Linked DNA regions of Macaca mulatta: region 1 is linked to region 2. The links are chromatin contacts, called in public Hi-C maps. All regions are on one chromosome and are shown on one strand. Each heading gives the region's core, a stretch centred on a gene start, on an enhancer-like site or on the middle of the called end of the contact. The rest is flanking DNA. Distances are from core to core; before and after follow the strand shown. Region 1 holds the start of RBCK1 (RANBP2-type and C3HC4-type zinc finger containing 1). Region 2 holds the start of TBC1D20 (TBC1 domain family member 20).

Region 1 (2,992 bases), core at 117-2,616, 54 kb after region 2:
GCAGGAAAATAAACAGGTTAAGGAGACCAGGGGAGGCTTCTGGGAGGGAGTAACACTGAAGGTGAGACCTGAAGGAGGAGAAGCTGCACGTGTCAAGCCCCAGTGGGGAAGAGTGGTCCAGGTGGAAGGAAGAGTAAGGGCCTTGGCCAAGAAATGGTTGGATGAGAACCGAAAGAAGCCAGTGGGGCTCCAGTAGAGTGAGCATGGCGGGGTGACTGAGGAGAGATGTCCTGTGGGCCACCCAGGGGCTCTGGGTTTTGTTTGTAGAACACAGAGGGGCATGGGAAGGTTTCCAGCAAGGCAGTGATTGACTTCTGTTCTACAACCCTAGGTGCAGGGGGCAAGAGAAAAGGCAAGGACCCCTGCTACTCAGGTCAACTGAGGTCTGTATCCCACCAGCCCAGGAGGTCTCCAAGTTCAATGCCCTGTGTCCTCTGCGAGTCCCCAAGCCCCATCTCAGCACAGAGCCGGCCCAAGGAGTTCTCAGGGCCCCAAGATGGCTCTGGAAGCCAGTAGGTACTAAAGGAGGAAACTGATGGGGAGGGGGGCAGAGGGAGGGCAGGCTAAAGCCCCCTCTCCAAGGTCCTTCCAGGCAGGCAAGGCCAGGTCCTGCGGGGCCCACTTCCCACCGGAAGGTCCCCAGCCACCTCCAGCCTCTGCCCACCTTTCTTGGTCTTCTCGTCCATCTGGCGTGGCTGCGCCCATCCCCCTGCGGGGGACCGTGCCTCCTGGGAAATGCTACCTCCGGGTCGCCTGGGAGAGGCGGGAGACCAGGAGCAACTCAGCCAGGCCGTGTGGCCTCCGGCGCGGCCCAAGTTCTGTCTGTGCCTCGCTGTCCCCGCGGCAATCGGGAAGCATCACACTGCCTGGCGACCAGGCCGGGATCCCGAGTGGGGCGGTGAGAGGGCAGCGGGCGCCGAGACAAGTCCGCACTGGGCGCAAGAGGAAACGGGACCAGCCGAGGTGGGGAGAAGCGGGGAAAGGACGCCCGGACACCGCCCAGCCGGGGCGTTCCAAGTCCCGGAGGACCCCCACTTGCGGGAGCACTCCTGGCGTCCTGGGTTTCAACGCAAAGCCCTCTCTCCTCCCAGGAGGCCCCAGTTCTTCGCAAGCGGAGCGGCTTCGGCGGAAGAGAAAGTGAAAGTGGCGGCCCCGGAAGTGGGGCGGGACTGGGAGGGGGGCCGGAAAAATTGTCGCCTCATCCGGGACCTCCAATGCCCGGCCACCCGGCGGCGGCGGACGCCGAGGGCGGGGTTCCAGCGCTCCCGGCGCTCCTGTTTGGGGCGACCCCACCCTGTCCTCCGGGGCTAACCGCGGACCCCCGGACCCCGCCGGGCTCACCCTGCGGCCTGCACCGCGGAGCAGCGGGAGGGGGCAGGGCCGAGAGGCGGGGTGGGCGGGGCGCGGGGCGCGGGGCCCGGGGCCGGGGGCCGGGGGCCGGGGGCAGTAGCAGGAACCTGAGCAGGAGCTGGAGCCGGGGCTGGAAGGCGGCTAGATCCACAGCGTCGAGCTGCCGGGGACGGGTTAGGAGCGCCCCCTGCGAGGCCGGCGCCTGCTCACCCAAGCCTCAGGCATACCACGGGGCAGGCCCGGTCCTTGGCTCCGTTTGCAAATGAATAAACGAAGGCTCTGTTTGTTGATGACCTGTGCAAGGCCACTCAGCCGAGGTTTGAATCCAGGCCTGGCAGGCTCAGGAACCCGCCCTTACCCAGGTCCGACGCTGCCTCTCAGCGGTCACCGTCTGTCTTTTCGTTGAGCTATTGGTGAAGTTTGCATTCGCCTGCTTTAATTTTTCTCCCGCTCCTCGTCCCATCGATCAGCAGATCCTGTGGGCTCCACTTGCAGACTCTCATCCCTCACCTCCTCCGGCTCCATCCCGCTCCAGCTCCATCAGTGCTCCATCATCTCAGGGGTCCTGAATCAGCCTCCTCCTGGGCCTCCTTGCTTCTCTTTTTGCCCTCTTCTGTCCATTTCCACCCAGCTGCCTGAGAGTCCTGTTAAAATGTAAATCAAACTCAGGCCACTCCCCGACTCAAGTACTCCCATCTCGCTTAAAGTAACAGCCGAGATCTTCCCCAGTGCTTGCAAACTGCCTCCAGATCTCTGTCTTCGTAGCTGACTACCCTGCCCTTGCCTCACTCCACTCAAGTCCCATTGACCTGCTGGGTCCTGGAGTAAGTCAGACACACTCCTGCCTTAGGGCCTTTGCACCTGCCGTAACCCAAACGTCTGCATGGCTCGCTCCTTCCCTTTATTTTGGTCTTTACCCAAAAATCTTCCCTAGCTACTCCATCTGAAATTTCACAGACACGCATGTATCCAGCATTTCACATCCGCCTTCCTGGCTTCATTTTTTTTTCTTCTCAGCATCTATTACTGTCTAACGGAGCATATTTTACTTATTTATGTTTTTCTGGGTCTGTTTTCCTCTCCTCGAGGGCAGGGACTTTTTGATTTGTTTTGCTCACTGCTGTGTTCCTGGTGTCTAGCACAGTTCCAAACACGTAACGGAGGCTCCATATGTTGAATGAAGGAATGAACCTGATCTTCATCTGGGATAATTTTTCTTTTTTCTTTTTTCTTTTTTTTTTTTTTTGAGACAAGAGTCTCGCTCTGTCGCCCAGGCCAGAGTGCAGTGGCGCGATCTCGGCTCACTGCAAGCTGCCCCTCCCGAGTTCATGCCATTCTCCTGCCTCAGCCTCCCGAGTAGCTGGGACTACGGGCGCCCGCCACCAGGCCTGGATGATTTTTTGTATTTTTAGTAGAGACGGGATTTCATCGTGTTAGCCAGGATGGTCTCGATCTCCTGACCTCATGATCCGCCTGGCTCGGCCTCCCAAAGTGCTAGGATTACAGGCATGAGCCACCGAGCCCGGCCCATGTGTAATAATTTTTCTTTTGCCTGAAACGCATCTCTTAAGACAATGTTTTTCAACCTTGGCTGTACATTTGAATGGCCTGGGGCAAGCTTTTTTTTTTTTTTTTTGAGACG
Region 2 (2,946 bases), core at 89-2,588:
AAAAATTAGCCAGGCATGGTAGTCTTAGCTACTCAGGAGGCTGCAACAGGAGGATAGCTTGAGCCCAGGAGCTTGAGGCTGCAGTGAGCTATGATCACTATTGCACTCCAGCCTGGGTGACAGAGTGAGACTCTGTCTCAAAAAAAAAAAAAAAAAAGAAAGAATTTTGAGAATTCTAATAGATTATTCTTGTACTAATTACAAATATGTATTTGAATAATAGATTCAGACTGTTGATTTTAAGATGAAATCTCATTTGTATTGACACATTTAAAAGTACTCATGACTCAGTATTCTTATAAATTTATTATATTTACAAGAATTACACAAGGACTTGAAAGGCTTTGCTAGACAGAAAACTGATACTTAGAAAAATGAATTAAATTTATAAATGCAGTTTCAAATGTTCAAAGAATTTTAATTAGCTAAGTTTATTAATGGGACCAAATAAGTGATATAATTTACTAGATTTATGAATAAAACTGTAAAATTTGGCTGTGCGCGGTGGCTGCCTGTAATCCCAGCACTTTGGAAGGCTGAGGCGGGTGGATCACGAGGTCAGGAGTTTCATGGGTTGGAGGTCTCAGGATAATAAAGAACTGTTGTAGTTGGGGGTGGGAGGTGGAAGAGAGTCATCAAGCAACTGGAATTATAAGAACCTCAGCATAAAGAGCTAGTACTAGAAATTCGGGAGGCCACAATCACAGTATCAGGGACGTAAGTAAGGGAATGGATGTCCAACTGGAAAGAAAGGAACGTCACTGGAGACGAGAAGGAAATCAGACCTGATAAGCCAGAGTGCTACTTTAGATGAGTGGCCACTATTTTGCACAATGTAAGCGGGGCACTGCTCACATGAACGTCTACGTGAATGGCGCTCCCAGGCCTTGTGCAGTGCATAACCTGCGGACCCGTATGAGATGAACCTGCTAGATCCCCAAGTACCCAAGAACTGATGACAGGAGTTCGTGTGGGGAGATGAGACAGGAGGTAAAAAAAAATAAAAATCCTTGGTAAGCAAAGATTTGTCATAATTGTGGAGTATTTACTATATGCTTGGTAATGTTCTAAACACTCTCAATAACCCTGTGAGTTCAATATTTTTATTATCATCTATACTATTTAACAGATGAAAGAAGCAAAGGAAATGACAGCCGGTCTTGAGCACACTCGTTCAAAAGCGCCACACTCTACACCGTAGAGTCTACAGCGCAGAGGAAACTAACTGCTCAGCGCGCTCACCGCCCTCCTTCCGCGTCCAGGCGTAGCGCAAGGTCACGTGCCGGCGCGGGGCGGGGCCAGCGGGGCGCCTTCGCGCCTGCGCGCCGCTGGCCGACCGAGCGGAGCCTGCCGATGCCGAGCGGGCGCTACGTCCAGCGGTCGGAGCCGCGTTTTCTCCCGGCTCCGCCACCAGCCGGGGCTCGGGTGGGGGCCCGGGCCCCCGGGGCATGGCCCTCCGGAGTGCGCAGGGCGACGGCCCCAACTCCAGCCACTGGGACGGCGGCACGGAGAAGGCAGGTACGGAAGCCGACCAGGGCGCCGGGAGCGGCCTGCGAGGGCGGCCCAGGGGGCAGTGGCAGCTGGTGGCGGAGGCGGTGCCGGAGGGGCGCGGGCTGGCGACCCGGGGCTGCGGCGGGGTTCCGGGCGGCGAGAGAGGAAGAGGCGGAGGGCCCGAGGCACGTCTGATGGGGAGAGGGCCTGGAACGGGGGGGCTCGGGCGGGTGCCGAGCTGACCCGAGGGAGTCTGGCGGCAGAGTAGCGTCCCCAGGCAGAAGAGCGGGCGGGAGCTCCGCGCCCCGGCTTTCTTCCGTCTGGAGAGGACCGGGACTCCCCGAGCGCTGGCAGGCCCACCCCGTCCCAGGCGTCCGCCACGTTCGCAGACTCCCGGAGCCGCCTCCCCGAGGGAAATCAGCTCTCCCGAACTTCATTCACTGTCGCCGGCTTGATTGACGCGCTGTCCGCGTACCGCCGATTTAATTACCATACAATTCTCCCTTTAAGGTGCACAGTTCAGTGATTCTTAGCACATTCACAAAGTTGTGCAGCCATCGCCGCTGTCTGATTCCGAAATGAAACCCTTACCCATTAGCAGGCACTCCCCATTCCCCAGTATTCACGAAGCCTGGCAACCACAAATAGACTTTCTGTCTGTCTTCTGCCACCTATTTTAATGTTGATTAGTTGTGTAAAAGCGACCTGGCGCTATGGCTCCCGCCTGTAATCCCAGCGCTTTGGGAGGCCGTGGTTGGAGGATCGATTGAGGCCAGGATTTCGAGGTCAGGCTGGGAAGCATAGCGAGGCCTCATCTCTACAAAAAGTTTTTTTTTTAACGCCAGATGTGGAGGCTTGAGCCTGTGATCCCAACGACTCAGGAGGCTGAGGCGGGAGGATCGCTTGAACCCAGGACTTGGAGGCTACTCTATGATTGCGCCATTGCACTCCAGCCTGGGTGACAGATGGAGACCCTATCTCAATAATGAGTAAATTATTGTATACAAAGCGATTCTATTTTTTTTTTTTTTTTTTTTTTGAGACGGAGTCTCGCTCTGCCGCCCAGGCTGGAGTGCAGTGGTCGGATCTCAGCTCACTGCAAGCTCCGCCTCCCGGATTCATGCCATTCTCCTGCCTCAGCCTCCCGAGTAGCTGGGACTGCAGGCGCCCGCCACCTCCCCCGGCTAGTTTTTTGTATTTTTTAGTAGAGACGGGGTTTCACCGTGTCAGCCAGGGTGGTCTCGATCTCCTGACCTCGTGATCTGCCCGTCTCGGCCTCCCAAAGTGCTGGGATTACAGGCTTGAGCCACCGCACCCGGCCGCGATTCTATTTTTATACTCTTTTAGTTTGGACCATTTCTGTGAACTCATGTTTTTGTTGCACATTATGTTCTCAAATGTTTTTCATTCAATAAATACATGACAGTTAAAATTATGAATGTACACCGTGAACCA

The links. A called contact is a pair of places that touch in the nucleus more often than the background predicts.
Region 1: a Hi-C map of blood shows a contact between it and region 2, with 2.4 times the contacts expected there. The contact joins the promoter of RBCK1 here to the promoter of TBC1D20 in region 2. A contact is called at or near these places in 2 of 14 Hi-C or Micro-C datasets (CD4 T cells and blood).

Annotation. Positions count from the first base shown.
Region 1 is chr10:83,747,437-83,750,428 of T2T-MMU8v2.0, forward strand. It overlaps RBCK1 (RANBP2-type and C3HC4-type zinc finger containing 1), which reads right to left and starts at 1,367. Exons shown (of 12, transcript NM_001266297.1): 1 at 665-1,367. The coding sequence starts at 686.
Region 2 is chr10:83,693,613-83,696,558 of T2T-MMU8v2.0, forward strand. It overlaps TBC1D20 (TBC1 domain family member 20), which reads left to right and starts at 1,339. Exons shown (of 8, transcript XM_015149310.3): 1 at 1,339-1,518. The coding sequence starts at 1,449.